Regions from separate parts of the Zea mays genome. Here region 1 is linked to region 2. A link is a contact called in public Hi-C data. All regions are on one chromosome and are shown on one strand. Each heading gives the region's core, a stretch centred on a gene start, on an enhancer-like site or on the middle of the called end of the contact. The rest is flanking DNA. Distances are from core to core; before and after follow the strand shown. Region 1 overlaps LOC542560 (oxo-glutarate/malate transporter1). Region 2 has its middle 16 kb from the start of LOC100280658.

Region 1 (7,128 bases), core at 4,322-6,821, 430 kb before region 2:
CGTCAGCCATGTTCCTCACTGCGATGGCGGCCAACCCGCTCTCGGCCAACCTCACAGCTGCCACTATCGGCGAGGGGATCGGGTGGACGCTCTGGGCCAAGGCCGCCATTGTGCCGGGGCTGCTGTCGCTCGTGCTCGTGCCGCTCATTCTGTATGTGATCTACCCGCCGGAGGTGAAGGCGAGCCCCGATGCGCCACGCCTGGCCAAGGAGCGGCTCGCCAAGATGGGACCCATGAGCAAGGAGGAGACGATCATGGCCGGCACGCTGCTGCTTACGGTATAATGATACACACTTGCCATTTTCTTAAAACATTTAATCTTTTGCCATTACGAAGAGGTCACATTTTGCGTTTCTATATTATAGCCTAGCATTATTTGAACTTGTCTTGTGCTATCAGTGTTCTTTATGCCTTGAATCCTGATGGTTAAAATTATTATCAGCTTTCTTGCATAACTACTTTATAGTGTTATATTATGAATATATGCACCATGCAATGTCTTTCTAATGTTCATATTCTTGACTGTCGCCGTCACTGCATGCATTTTTTCCATTTCTCTGCCTCATCTAACTTGAATACGAAATGTATCCACTTTTCTTCACTGAACATTATGCCCTTGCTCTGCATTCCACCAGGTTGGTCTTTGGATCTTTGGAGGCATGCTGAATGTGGATGCGGTTTCTGCAGCAATTCTTGGCCTAGCAGTCCTCTTAATCTCAGGGGTTGTCACATGGAAAGAGTGTTTGGCAGAGTCTGTGGCGTGGGATACCCTTACATGGTTTGCAGCACTTATAGCAATGGCTGGCTACCTCAACAAATTCGGGCTGATCTCTTGGTTCAGTGAGACTGTTGTGAAGGTACACTCTATTTTCTTCCCACAACTTTCATCTCTTATGAACCTTGGCTCTTGACATTTATAGGTTTAATGTTTTTCTTTTATTTATGAGAAAATTCCTCAATTGACAATTTAGATTGACATATTTCCTTTATTTTTTTTCCACATAGCGATACCTGAATTCATTACTTGAAGCAACAAATTACAAACATAACGAGTTCAAAGACATAACCTCACAGATTGACAGATCCCACCCAACTAGCATCCATACTTCTGATCAGAGGGACCAGAACATATGGAACCACCTGACACTGACATGCTTCCTTTATGGCCCTGAAAACCTTTTTCTCTCTTATATGACACCAGGTCTATCTTTTTTTCCTTTGTTTGACACTTCCATCAGTTTTGGCTGTTTTTTTAAACGAGGTAATCCCATTTCCATTCATAGAACAGAAATACAAGTCAGAAACATATTACAGACTGGCAAGAGGAAGCAAAGATAGACACTAAACCACCAGCACAACAGGAAGCTACCACCGACACCAACTACTAGTTTAACAAAACAGAGCAAAACTAAGACTTAACCACCCCACACGACATAACAACCTAAAGATAACTAAACATGTGAAAACAACTCCGTACTACTGTCTTCAGTAGCACACCAAACAACCTATCAGTTTCAGCTGTTAACATGTTAAGAGATAAGATGAAAAGACCTTTTTGCCCCTGAGCCCTCTTTGTGCCAGTACTGTAGTCCCAGCACCAGGATTTCTGGCGTAAAATATGTGAGACAACAAGCAATTTTAAAAAACCATCCGTAGTTTTGGTTATTATGATAAAAGTATGAAACATCTTTCTCGGTATCTATCAACATGTTAACTTCATACATTAGTTTTTCATCCTATTTATTTCCCAATATTTTTCAACATGTTAATTTCATACATGAATTCTTTTATCCTATCTATTGGGGAGGGGAAAATGTGCTTAATATATGTCGTGAGGACATTATGGTTCTTTTTCTTAAAGAATGAAACAGTAAGTTTTGTGAGGAGGCCGGCCTTATTTTACCTTTTACTTTTTGTAAGTCCTCTTTTTGTGAGGCTAGATTTCAAGCTCTCAGAATGTGTGAAGATAAACGAGTTGCTTTTCTTGTTTGTATAGTTTCTGTTGCTGAGCTCACGTTCTTGCTTGAGGTTCCCAACGCTCCCTCTGGGAGCTTTGTTCATAGTTGTGGCCCCTTTTATTGTACAGTTTCTTGTTTTTATTGAAATAAAAAGCTCTAGCAGTGGGGGCCTCCCCTGCTGTATTTTCTATTAAAAACAGTAGTTCTTTCATTGTAGTACATGCCACATTCTCAGTTGCTGGTGTGCACCTTATTTACATTCACTTTAAGTAGCAGTTCACTTCTTTTAAATACCACAATTTTTTATTATATTTCATAAAAATATGTTTATACTGTATTTTGGCATTTCACAGAGTTCCTTTCATCCCACCTTTCAGTTCTAGACTCTTGACATATCACATAAACTAGAAATCCAAAGATAACCTTCTGTCTGAACAAGAAAACAGAAAGTTACAGAGCACAGAAACAAGGGAGCAGGATAAGGCCCTGTTTGTTTTATCTTATCCGGTGTCTGTGGCTGAAAAAAGTTGAAAAAAGATCAGAATCACACCAGACGTCCTTGATACACTTCTGTTGGCCACCCTCAGCATTGGGTAGGGTTTTCAACAGGAAATAACCTTGACGTGAGGGAATTAGTGCTTCCCCACAGCATAGCTGCTGCAGTATATGTGACTCCCGTCCATGGAAAGAAACAGGCCCTAAGAAAACCAAAGTATGTCTGCTTGCTTCGCTGAGAGGATTGGGGCAGATGAACTCCAAGCCTTGGGTATGGTAAATCAGGCGCCCAGGCTGCTTGGATGTTGTGCTCAGGCTGCACGCTGCAGGCTCTTTGGTCAGTCAGGCTGCCACCCCCAATGAGGCTTGGGGCACAGCTGCCCTGGCCGCTGATCAGGCCAGTGCCGCCCTGGCCGTTTGGGCTGGTGCTGCCTATGCCACTCGGGTTGCCACTGTCAATCTGATCCACTGTGCATGCTTCCCTTCGACCTCAACTGGATATGAATGACCTATTGACTATAGTTTAGGGACGGAGGGGCACGGGAGAGGGAACAACAGAGAGGATAGAAGGCGTTTGAGCTTGTGACGGGAGAAGGCTGAGGGCCATGCAGCTAGGGATGGCAACGGGGAATTCCCCGTCGGGTTTTAGCTCCCCATCCCCGTCCCCGCGACGAAAATTTTTCCCCGCGGGGATCCCCACGAACGTTTGCGGGGGACATTTCTTCCCCATCCCCGTTACCCGCGGGGATAAATCCCCATCAGGGATCCCCGTACCCGCTTAAATTATAATTAGATCGTACTTCATTTGTTATTAATGTAAAACATTGTCACTTATACACATTGTTAGATGTAAAAATCATTATGTGTACATTAAAATGAACGCATTTGTACAACTAGTGATCTTTTGTCAAGATAATTATTTATTTCTATTATTAACTATTATATAAAAACATCGTCATATGTAAGTTTAACGGGTCCCCACGGGGAACGGGGTACGGGGAATGCTTCCCCATCCCCGTCCCCATTTACCCGTCGGGGGAGAAAATTTCCCCATTTACATCCCCGTGGGGGAAGAAATCTCCCCATCCCCGTCCCCTAATAGAGGAATTCCCCGCGGGGAATCGGGGATCGGGTCCCCATTGCCATCTCTACATGCAGCTTATTTGGCCTCGAGGAGAGGGGCATTTTAGACTATCTCCAACTAATTTGACATGGACTTGAAGGTTATCATTGTCGGCCTTAGATGGAACCATATCAACTTCTAGTGTCAAATAAGGAATTTCTCGTTGTTAGGATTTCATGATTAGCATGCTTTACGAACTAAACTACCTTCTTTAAGAGGTGTTGCCACGATGAATGCTTTTTACTGCAATACAACATGATCCAGCTATCTGGAGCCTAGACATTTACTGTTTCTTTTTTTACTATTCATTTTTAACCTAGTTCCACAAAAATATGAAAATTTACTTTGGTCAAAGATAGGTTATGAAGGGCATGCATCTCTTTGCCCTTAGCCAGAAACAAGTAGCAAATTATTGTGCTCTTGTCTCTTCACTGAAAGAAGAGCACCAAAATTGTGAAGGGGTAGGTTGGGTAGTCATCATGATATAGTAAGAACCTTATGTGACTTGTTTGACACTGTTTAGATTTGTCATATGAATGGTTATCTTGGTTGTCTGAACTTAATACTGGCTCTGAATTCATATGCTTATGGATGTATCTATGCAAACTAGGAAATAAAAAAAATCGAAATACATTGGTTTGGTAATTGTAACATGATGCAGTTTAAATTATCTTGGGTCTGATGTATTCCTATTTTTTTGTGACATCTACAGTACATATAGTTTTTTTAAGTACTTCTGCATATTTATCATTTATTTGACTCTATTGCTTTTGTCTCAGTTTGTTGGAGGGCTTGGCATGTCATGGCAACTCTCATTCGGTGTGCTGGTGCTGCTGTACTTCTACTCGCACTATTTCTTTGCCAGTGGTGCCGCACACATCGGAGCAATGTTCACCGCGTTCCTGTCGGTGGCGAGTGCCCTGGGCACCCCGTCGCTTTTCGCTGCCATGGTTCTTTCATTCCTCTCGAACCTCATGGGCGGGACCACCCACTACGGCATCGGCTCTGCTCCCGTCTTCTACGGCGCCGGGTATGTCCCATTGGCTCAGTGGTGGGGCTATGGGTTTGTCATCTCCGTTGTAAACATCATCATCTGGCTCGGGGTGGGCGGCTTCTGGTGGAAGATAATCGGGCTGTGGTGAGCAGAGAGCAGCACATTAACTGCGACATCCCTTTTGTTTTTCTGTTGTTTTTTTGTCGAGTGGGGGGAGGAAAACTATTTCCTGAATTTGCGGTGCTACAGATGCCGCTGTCCACAGTTTTGTCGTCGACATGATCGCAATGCAACCCATTCTTTTTTAGTTGGTATCGATACATTTGTTCGAACCTTCCGGTGGCTAATTGCGAGGCCAGGGTGCAGTTTTTAACGCGCAAAATTTGTTATATAGAGTTTGTGCTCAATGGTTCTTGGAGATCCCTATATATATATATATCCCCACGATGATGACTATTGGTGCTGGTTCCTTTTCATGTTCGGATTCTGAGTCTGCTGCAACAGCACACGATGTTCTGCATCACATTGGTGCATCCGGTAGATTTATATATACTGCTGGCTGGGTTCTTACTTCTTAGGCAACATCTGATATGTACAATTGACATTGCTCCTGACTTTGAGAACTCTGCAAATTGCTGTGAGATGATGCTCGAGTGCTGTCATCAGCAGATCCCGCATATGGCCGTACTGTTTATATAGTGAAGGCCGTACTGTAATAGGAGAGGGGATAGAAGATAAAACAGGAGAGATGATGAAGACATCCTCAATACCAACTGCAATCATTCTATCCCGAGGATGAACAATGGCTCGCTAGTGGAGATGCTTGACTTAGGGATGAAACGACTTGTGAGACAGATGGCGTGAAAGGTACACTGTTTTCCTTTTTGTCTAAAATAACGCTCTGAACGTTAGGTGCTCTGTGAAAGGTACACTGTTGGAGGTCACGAAAAATCACGGCCAACATTGGGTGTGCTTTCCTGCGCCAACTTTTGATGCATTGACAGCAGATACGACTTGTGAGACAGATGGCGTGATTTATCAGTTGAAAGTTTTAGTGCGCAACACGCACATTCCAGTACGGTCGTCTTGCAAAGCGGTGTACGAAGCCAAGCCCAAGAAAATGACCGCCACTTTCGTCATGGGTGTCGTCGGTACCCAAACTTCCAAAGACCAAAAGCACCCTTTTGCTTTAGCTCAACCTTTTATATATATAAGATTATTATATTAATCTCTTTAGTTCACGGGTGGGGCCTCTGCATTTAGCATTGATATCTGCATTTTTTTTAAATAATGCCATGGCCTCCGATGTATGACCACAATACTCCCTCCATTCTCGAATATTTGTCATCTACTAGTTTAATTTTAAACTAAAATATGACAAATAAAAAAAATGGAGGAATAAGTATTATGTAATTGAATGCCGCCAAACATTGTCACCACTCCTTTCATTTGGGTTTATTAAGCATGCATGGGTGACACTCTCTGCCAACAAACAAACAAGCTCTTGGTAAAACCCCGAGGTCTAGCCGTGGGTCTCCTGAAGCTGTTATTCTTAATGTCAGGCGTCTTTACAAGTGGGGTGAACAATGATATGAAGAGACCGATCCAAAGAGACATCGGATTTTTGTCCTCTGCCAACACAAGATTGTGTTGAGCACTAAAAAGAGCACCGGACGGTCCGGCCCTGAGGCCAGACGGTCCGCAGTCCGGACGATCCGTGCTTGTGGGCCGGACGGTCCGCGCAAGCACAGAACAGATTAAGGTTCCGAGTTTCTTGCTATGTTTGTTGGCGAGAATCTCGGGATTAGCTCGGTATTTTGTTGGTAACGGGTCCAGCCCCCCTCTGTAAAACCAGAGGAATACGGCCGATTTAATCAATCAATCTGTCGGGGACCATAATTAGGGGTACCCCCAAGACTCCTAATTCTCAGCTGGTAACCCCCATCAGCACGAAGCTGCAAAGGCCTGATGGGTGCGACTAAGTCAAGGATCGGTCCATTCAAGGGACTCGATCACGCCTCGCCCGAGCCCAGCCTCGGGCAAGGGTAGCCGACCCCGGAGGATCTACGTCTCGCCCGAGGCCCCCTCCAGCAACGGACATACTTTCGGCTCGCCCGAGGCCCAGCCTTCACCAAGAAGCAACCTTGGCCAAATCGTCACGCCAACCGACCAAATCGCAGGGGCATTTAATGCAAAGGTGGCCTGACACCTTTATCCTGACGCACGCCCTCCAGTCGACAGAGCCGAAGTGACCGTAGTCACTTCGCCGCTCCACTGACCGGTCTGACAAGAGGACAGCGCCGCCTGCGCCGCTCCGACTGCTGTGCCACTCGACAGAGTGAGGCTGACAGCAGCCAAGTCCGGCCCTAGGCGCCATGGGAAACTCCGCTTCGCCCGACCCCAGGGCTCGGACTCGGGCTCAACCCCGGAAGACGACGAACTCCGCTTCGCCCGACCCCAGGGCTCGGACTCAGGCTCAGCCCCGGAAGACGACGAACTCCGCTTCGCCCGACCCCAGGGCTCGGACTCGGGCTCAGCCCCGGAAGACGACGAACTCC
Region 2 (6,777 bases), core at 3,765-6,264:
GATAGGGGCGTTGGATAATCCCCTTTATGTCTTCCCTTTTAACCAGATCATTTTTGACATAAAACCATTCCTCCATCCAGGCCCCAGGCCACCTTTTCCGAAATGTTGGAACCGGACAGCTTGCATTAGAACGAGCAATGAATCCATAACAACCAAAGTTGTTGTGATACTGCTCTTTGTCGGTAGCCTTCGTCTCGTACAACAGTTCGTGCATATTGCAAAAACACTTCGCGCTCGGTTCCAGTCCTTGGCTTCTCACAGCCCAAACAAACAAACCCATTCTGATTATAGCTTCGGGAGTAATTTGATGAAGAAAGATCTGAAATATCTTTAACACTTCAACCAAAAATTTGCTCAACGGGAACCAAAGACCCGCCTTCATAAAGCTTCTATAGACGACAACCTCATTTTCTTCAGGAGCAGGGGCGGTGCTGTCCCCTCCAACCCTCACAATAGACATGTCACGAAAGTACCTTCCCTTCATGGCGTCAATTTGACTTTGTTTAATGGTCGACTTTCCGAAGATGGTATGGCTTGGCCGCCAGGGCCGATCTTTAGAATCTTCATCCCCACTTTCCACATCATAGTCATCGCTATCGTTAGAATCTTCAGACAAATCCGCCATTATTTCCTTTGTGATCTTCTCTGTATTTGTTTTTGCCATAGATTCGTAAAACCCAGCAAGAAAAGGGTCCACAACTTTCTTCTCCTCAGACATCTTCCTCTCCTCAGACATATTCTTCTCTTCAGACATGCAACAAGCACTTGTGTATATCACGAAGCTCGAAAATCAAGCGAGAGCTGATAGCAAGAGTTAAAAATTTGAGAAAATAACGCAAGCAACAGAAATGGCGTAGCAAATGCCGCCGCTGTGGGTTTCTATTTATATGCCTAGTGCATTGCAACTTGGTGGGCCCCATTTGTCATTGACTTTCGCTATTCTAGTGAAGGGAAGGTGTTTTTTCGGACCTTCGGCTAAAAGCCTTCGTTCACGTCACAGTCTGAATTTGTTAGATACAAGAACAAATTAATACTGCGAGGGGCTACTGTTGGGGGCCTTCGTCTTCTGAAGGTCCTCAAAAACACGACTAATATGTTTTCTAAGTATAATATACTGTTACAGGAACCTTCGGCTTTGAGATGAAGGTGCGCATGGTATGAAAGGCGCGGTCTGGAAGAAGGATGAATTAGTTCCGAAGCTATGGGTGGAGAAGCTTCAGCTTAGCGCAAAGACGGTGATGGAGAATGAAACCGACCTAAAGGGGAAAAGACTGCTTAGTCCTCGACAAATTACTCCCTAGTCAATAGTAAATGTCAAGGACATGGATGTAATTTACCCATGTTGTGTCCTGTACCTATAAATAGATGAACAGTAACATCGTACTGTTCAAGCTGACTTGTATTCACTTGCACGTCACTCTTGGATTCTTACCTTCTGTCAAGCCAAAGGTATAAATGTAATTTAATATCATCGATGTTTGTTCATGATTATGTAATGAGAATATAGATAATCTAATGAATTAAATTTGATTATTCATATTCTTTACATGTCCCATATGCTCCTGTTTTTCATTACATATTGAGATGATGAAGGTATGTCCTTCATAACCTTCGTCTAAAGATCATTATATCCTAAGGGAGATAATGCTTCGAAGGATGAAGGTCTTTAACCATTAACATTTGTGTTGCCTTGTTCTTAACTCGTAGCATTTGAGAACAAGTGACCAACAATTAGTAATACTATTTTAGCATGAAACTCATAATGAAATTTATCTCTTAATTAATTTTGTACCAAACACATAAAACCTTTAGAAATTCATAACTTAAAATCCATAACTCCAAATTGATTCATTCTAGTGGCATTTATTTTGTTTAAATATTGTTTATCACCTAGTACCTTTGTTTAACCCTGAAACTTGAATTAAAATTGTTCAATTGAATTAATCTATTCTAGGTGCTAAATAATTTCAGAAATTCATAACTTCTTAACCGTAGCTCCGAATTTAGCGATTCTCGAACCCACGATCTCGTAGCGACGCGTAGATTATTATTATGCAGTTTGTTCTTATGTTTGGTGTGATGTTAATTTTTCCTATACCATGTTTGTCACACCCGGATTTAAGGGATAAAGTTGGGTGCATCTCATACATGCGCCAAGAAGACAACATTTATAATAACAGAGTGTATAGAGATAAATGTCACAATAACATCAGAGTATTTATTACATAGCGGAAGTCTTATTACAAAATAAAAGATAAATATAAAACGAACTAAGGATCATCCTTGGCGCAAAAGTCAACTGGGGAAACGCCACCTAGATCAGATCAAACTTCTCGCTTTGTGGCTCCTCCTAAACCACCTGTTCTTCTCCTGTGGGGGTGTGAGACAGCAAGGGTGAGCTCACACATGATCATAGCTCAACAAGTTGTGGGGAACCAGTGGCATGAACTTACCAAAGGTGGGAGTTCATGTGATGTGTAAGGCTAATCAACAATAGGGGCTAAAGCTGAGCATTGCTTTTAATTAGTTGGTCAAAATTTTATTAGCAGTTACTAAATATAAGTAAATACCAAACCTTAATAAAAGTAATAGAACAAAACTAATACATAATCCCATGCAATGCAAATGACAAATTGAATTTAAGTTCCATAAATTAATCATGCGAGAGTCCTGAACTGCTCATGACCGTGACCTCGACTAGTATACCAGTTTTACACTCTGCAGAGGTTGTACCCTGTACCCACAAGTCATGTTACCCATCTAACAAGGGATCGCGACTCCCATACACCTCTACCAAGGAAGCAAGGTAGGGCAACACTACGAGGCCTTTATACAAAGTTCCACTAGCTTCCGAAAACCCGCTACAGTTTATGGGAAGAGCACTTGCAAGAATCCCCCGTCTGACCGCCATCGCAGCAAAATCACCCCGAGAACCTACTTTCATGCAACTCCCCTACTGCCCTTGCCCCTTTCGGGTAAGGTAGTCTTCCACTAGCTTTCCTAATTAGTCAGCCAAGGGCATCCCATACTACCCTTGTGGTGGCACGTGTTTCTCAAGTTAAGCTACATGTTCCAATTAACATTAATGATCTTGACATGAACATAAATAGAATAACAAAATAACTGGAACATGGATATAATGAAATATTATCCCAAAACCATGTAAAGCAATAGCCAAACTACCCAAGTGATTCAGGGATAACAAGGTAAAGAAATAAACAATCTAGGGTGACCTATCGGGTCCCATCAAAATTAAGCCTATGCATGGTAAATGATTATAAAAAACATTATTGGTTAACAAAAGTGGTCAAGGGCACAACTTGCCTTCAGTGAGCTCCTGCTCAGCAACTTCTATCTGCTGGGCACCAGGATCCTCAGTCAGAGGCTCTTCTACTCGCCACAATACAAACAAGCACAATATATAGAGAAAATTAACATCACACCAAATATGTAAACAAAATACATAATAATAATCTATGCATTAAAATAAAATCCTAGGAACAGGAATCATTAATTTTGGAGTTATATATTTTAAATTATGAATTTCCAAAGGTTTGATGTGCTTGAAATAAGACTAAGTGAGAAATAAATTTTACTACTGTTTTCATGTCAAAACAGAGATTCTAAGTGATAAATAATAATATTACAAAATTTTAGAAACTGGAATGGAATAATTTGGACTAAAAATGAATTTTCTATGAATTTTAAAAGTTCTAACACTTATTTAAATATTAAAAATCCATTTATCATTTAATTTCTCTGGTTTTATACAATTCTGGACTAGGCCTCAAATTCATAAAAGTCTAGGGACCTCGGCGCAAGATATCCTAGACTCAGTGCATAGTGAATATGGACGGCGGGTTGATACTAAAATAACAAAGGGTTTCTTGCGCTAATGTGCATGGCGAAGGGGTAAGTTCAGATCTCAGCCACACGATCAAACATCAGTGGCCCAGATTAAAATTGATGCCCTCACGAACTAGTACTTGCTGGCGGCCCATGGATCAAGATCCGATGGCCCCAAAGACACCTACGCTTTGATCTATTCCGGGCCACCCGAATACCGATCAACGGTGAGTATTCAGTCTGCCCCCAGCCCTGCCGGATTCCGCTCCAACGGATGACGCCTACCCAGACACATACCGCCCCGCGCTCAATTCTGGTCATTAGTGAGTCGATCAACTGCTCACATGAATCTTCCCCGTCACCAGCCAACCCACCCGACGATGCCATCGCCGCCCATGGCGAGCGCCCGCCGAGGTCCGGCAATCAGGTCCAGAGGTGACCCCTCCCGGTCCAATCCGCCAAGTAGTTCTCAACGAATTCAATCCTATGTTCAATATCTACAACTGGGTATCGCGCGCTGCTGCCCACGACACCATGTGATTGAACGGCGACGAGGCAACCACGGCGACAAATTCACGGTCCCACCGTTGCCCCCATTCGATATTACGCGGTGCGGAACGATCCTAAGTATGTGGTGAACGGAACAGGGGAAAGCATACCGCACAGAAGACAGAAGGTAGCGATTTGTCCCGGCGGCGATGAGCCGAGGATTCGCTATGCCCTGGCTCGAATCAACGGTCGATTGGTGACGCTCCCAGTTCCGGCACCAAGTGAGAGTGTTACGCCCGACCTCCCTGCACCAAAGCGGTCACCTCGATGCGAGTGTTGGTGAGGTACGCCCCAATCCTAGAATTTCCCGGCGTGGCGCCGTGCTCTCTGACTTGCCTCTCTAAGCTCTCCCTCTAGTGATGGCAGCTAGGTTTTCTTAATCTGGGCAATGGGGTAAGGTCAATCGCATCGAAAACTAGAGAAGTGGCCTTATAGTGCTGAGGCGAGGGGAGGTCTGCAGGGCCGGTTCGCCGGCGAGATCCCCACGCACGATCTCGGCGAGTTCATTCAGGCAGCGTGCTGAGGCAGCTGTTCCGGGGCCACTTGCCAGTGTCGAGGCCGAGAGGGTATGCGACATTCTGAGGATAAGTCAGCGTGTGGACCCCACTTGTCGGCGAACCCGTGACCCACATCCACACAATGTCAGACAGGTGGGGCCCAGGCGTCGGCGCAACCGCACGAAGGCGATATCAGTGTCGCGCATGCCGCATGCGCGGGTGAAGTGGGCCGAAATGGCTGAAGTTGGCCCAGCTGCGGGTTTTCTTTTTTGATATTTTCTTTTTTTCTATTTTGTCTTATTTCAATTTTAAATTCCTAATTTTAATTTGAATCCTTTCATGAGTTTTGAGTCAATTATACAAATTTAAACTTTAGTGTAGGAATAATATATTTTTATTTACTTTTTTTATCCACATAATATTTCTTTTCTTTTCTAAATTCTAGAATTTCTTGTAGATTCTAGATTTTCTTTTTGAGTTAATATATTTCTTGTCTCATTATTTTTATATTGTCACAAAATGCACACAAAAATAAAATCCCAGCATGATGCATAATTTAATGGCTTGACCTTTATTAATCATTTGTTTTTAATTATGGGTTTCACATGTGATGATAAATAGATACAACACTCACATATAAATAAGGAAATATATTTTCTCCTTTTATATGATCTCTTACAAATTGAAAATTGGGTATTACAAATCCTACCCCCCCGCCCCCCTTAACAAGAATCTCGTCCTCGAGATTTACGAAGGAGTAGGGAAAAGATGGGGAAAATCTATGTGAAGCTCTTCTTCTCTTTCCCATGTTGCTTCATCTTCTCCATGGTGACACCATTGCACTTTGCACATCTTTATCACCTTATTTCTTGTAACTCGAGTCAATGTGTCAAGGAGACAGGATACTCCGTGTAAGTCAAATCACCCTGAACACTGAGCTCTTCCATTGGTAATTGTTCCTCAGGGACACGGAGACACTTCTTAAGTTGAGACACGTGGAATACATTATGCACATCAGATAGATTAGCAGGTAGCTCGAGTTGGTATGCCATCTCCCCAACTCGCCTAAAGATCATGAATGGTCCAATGAAGCGAGGGGACAACTTGCCCTTGACTTTAAACCTCCTCATTCCACGAAGTGGTGACACCTTGAGGTACACATGATCTCCTTCCTCAAATTCCAGTGGTCTTCTTCTATTATCAGCATAGCTCTTTTGCCTGGTTTGAGCTACCCTCAAATTCTCCCGAATTATACGGACTTGTTCTTCTGCCTCTTGAATCAGTTCTGGCCCAAAGAACTGTCTTTCTCCAGTCTGATCCCAGTATAGAGGAGTCCTGCACTTCCTACCATATAAAGCTTCAAAAGGTGACATCTTCAGACTGGCCTGATAACTATTATTATATGAGAACTCAGCATAAGGTAGACTTTTATCCCAACTTCCTCCATGCTGAAGGGCACAAGCTCTCAACATATCCTCCAGTACTTGATTAGTCCTTTCAGTCTGTCCATCAGTCTGAGGGTGATAAGCCGTACTAAAGTTCAACTTTGTATTAATATTCTCATGGAAGCTTCTCCAGAATCTTGAGGTAAACTATGAACCTCGATCAGACACGATCTTCTTTGGTACTCCATGTAAACACACAATCCGAGCCATATATAACACTGCCAGCTGTGAGCCTTTATAAGTAGTCTTGACAGGAATGAAGTGTGCCACTTTGGTCAGTCTATCCACAATCACCCATATAGCATCATATCCTTTCTGGGTGCGAGGCAATCCAGTAATGAAATCCATACCAATCTCTTCCCACTTCCACTCGGGTATCTTTAGTGGATGCAGTAGTCCAGCTGGCCTCTGGTGTTCAATCTCAACTCTTTGACACACAT

Evidence for each region. A called contact is a pair of places that touch in the nucleus more often than the background predicts.
Region 1: a Hi-C map of ear shows a contact between it and region 2, with 2.5 times the contacts expected there. The contact joins two enhancer-like sites. A contact is called at or near these places in 3 of 25 Hi-C or Micro-C datasets (ear, endosperm and leaf).

Annotation. Positions count from the first base shown.
Region 1 is chr10:28,845,609-28,852,736 of Zm-B73-REFERENCE-NAM-5.0, reverse strand. It overlaps LOC542560 (oxo-glutarate/malate transporter1), which reads left to right. Exons shown (of 3, transcript NM_001112100.1): 1 at 1-278; 2 at 636-857; 3 at 4,356-4,866. The coding sequence ends at 4,718. Among protein-coding and RNA genes, the nearest start is that of LOC542560, 4.5 kb to the left of the region's middle. Within about 2 kb of position 5,571, at least 16 of the 20 cell types and tissues checked have an H3K27ac peak or open chromatin away from gene starts, as enhancers often do. A contact at or near this core is called in ear and leaf, where this site is marked.
Region 2 is chr10:28,419,373-28,426,149 of Zm-B73-REFERENCE-NAM-5.0, reverse strand. No RefSeq gene overlaps it. Among protein-coding and RNA genes, the nearest start is that of LOC100280658, 16 kb to the right of the region's middle. Within about 2 kb of position 5,014, at least 17 of the 20 cell types and tissues checked have an H3K27ac peak or open chromatin away from gene starts, as enhancers often do. A contact at or near this core is called in ear and leaf, where this site is marked.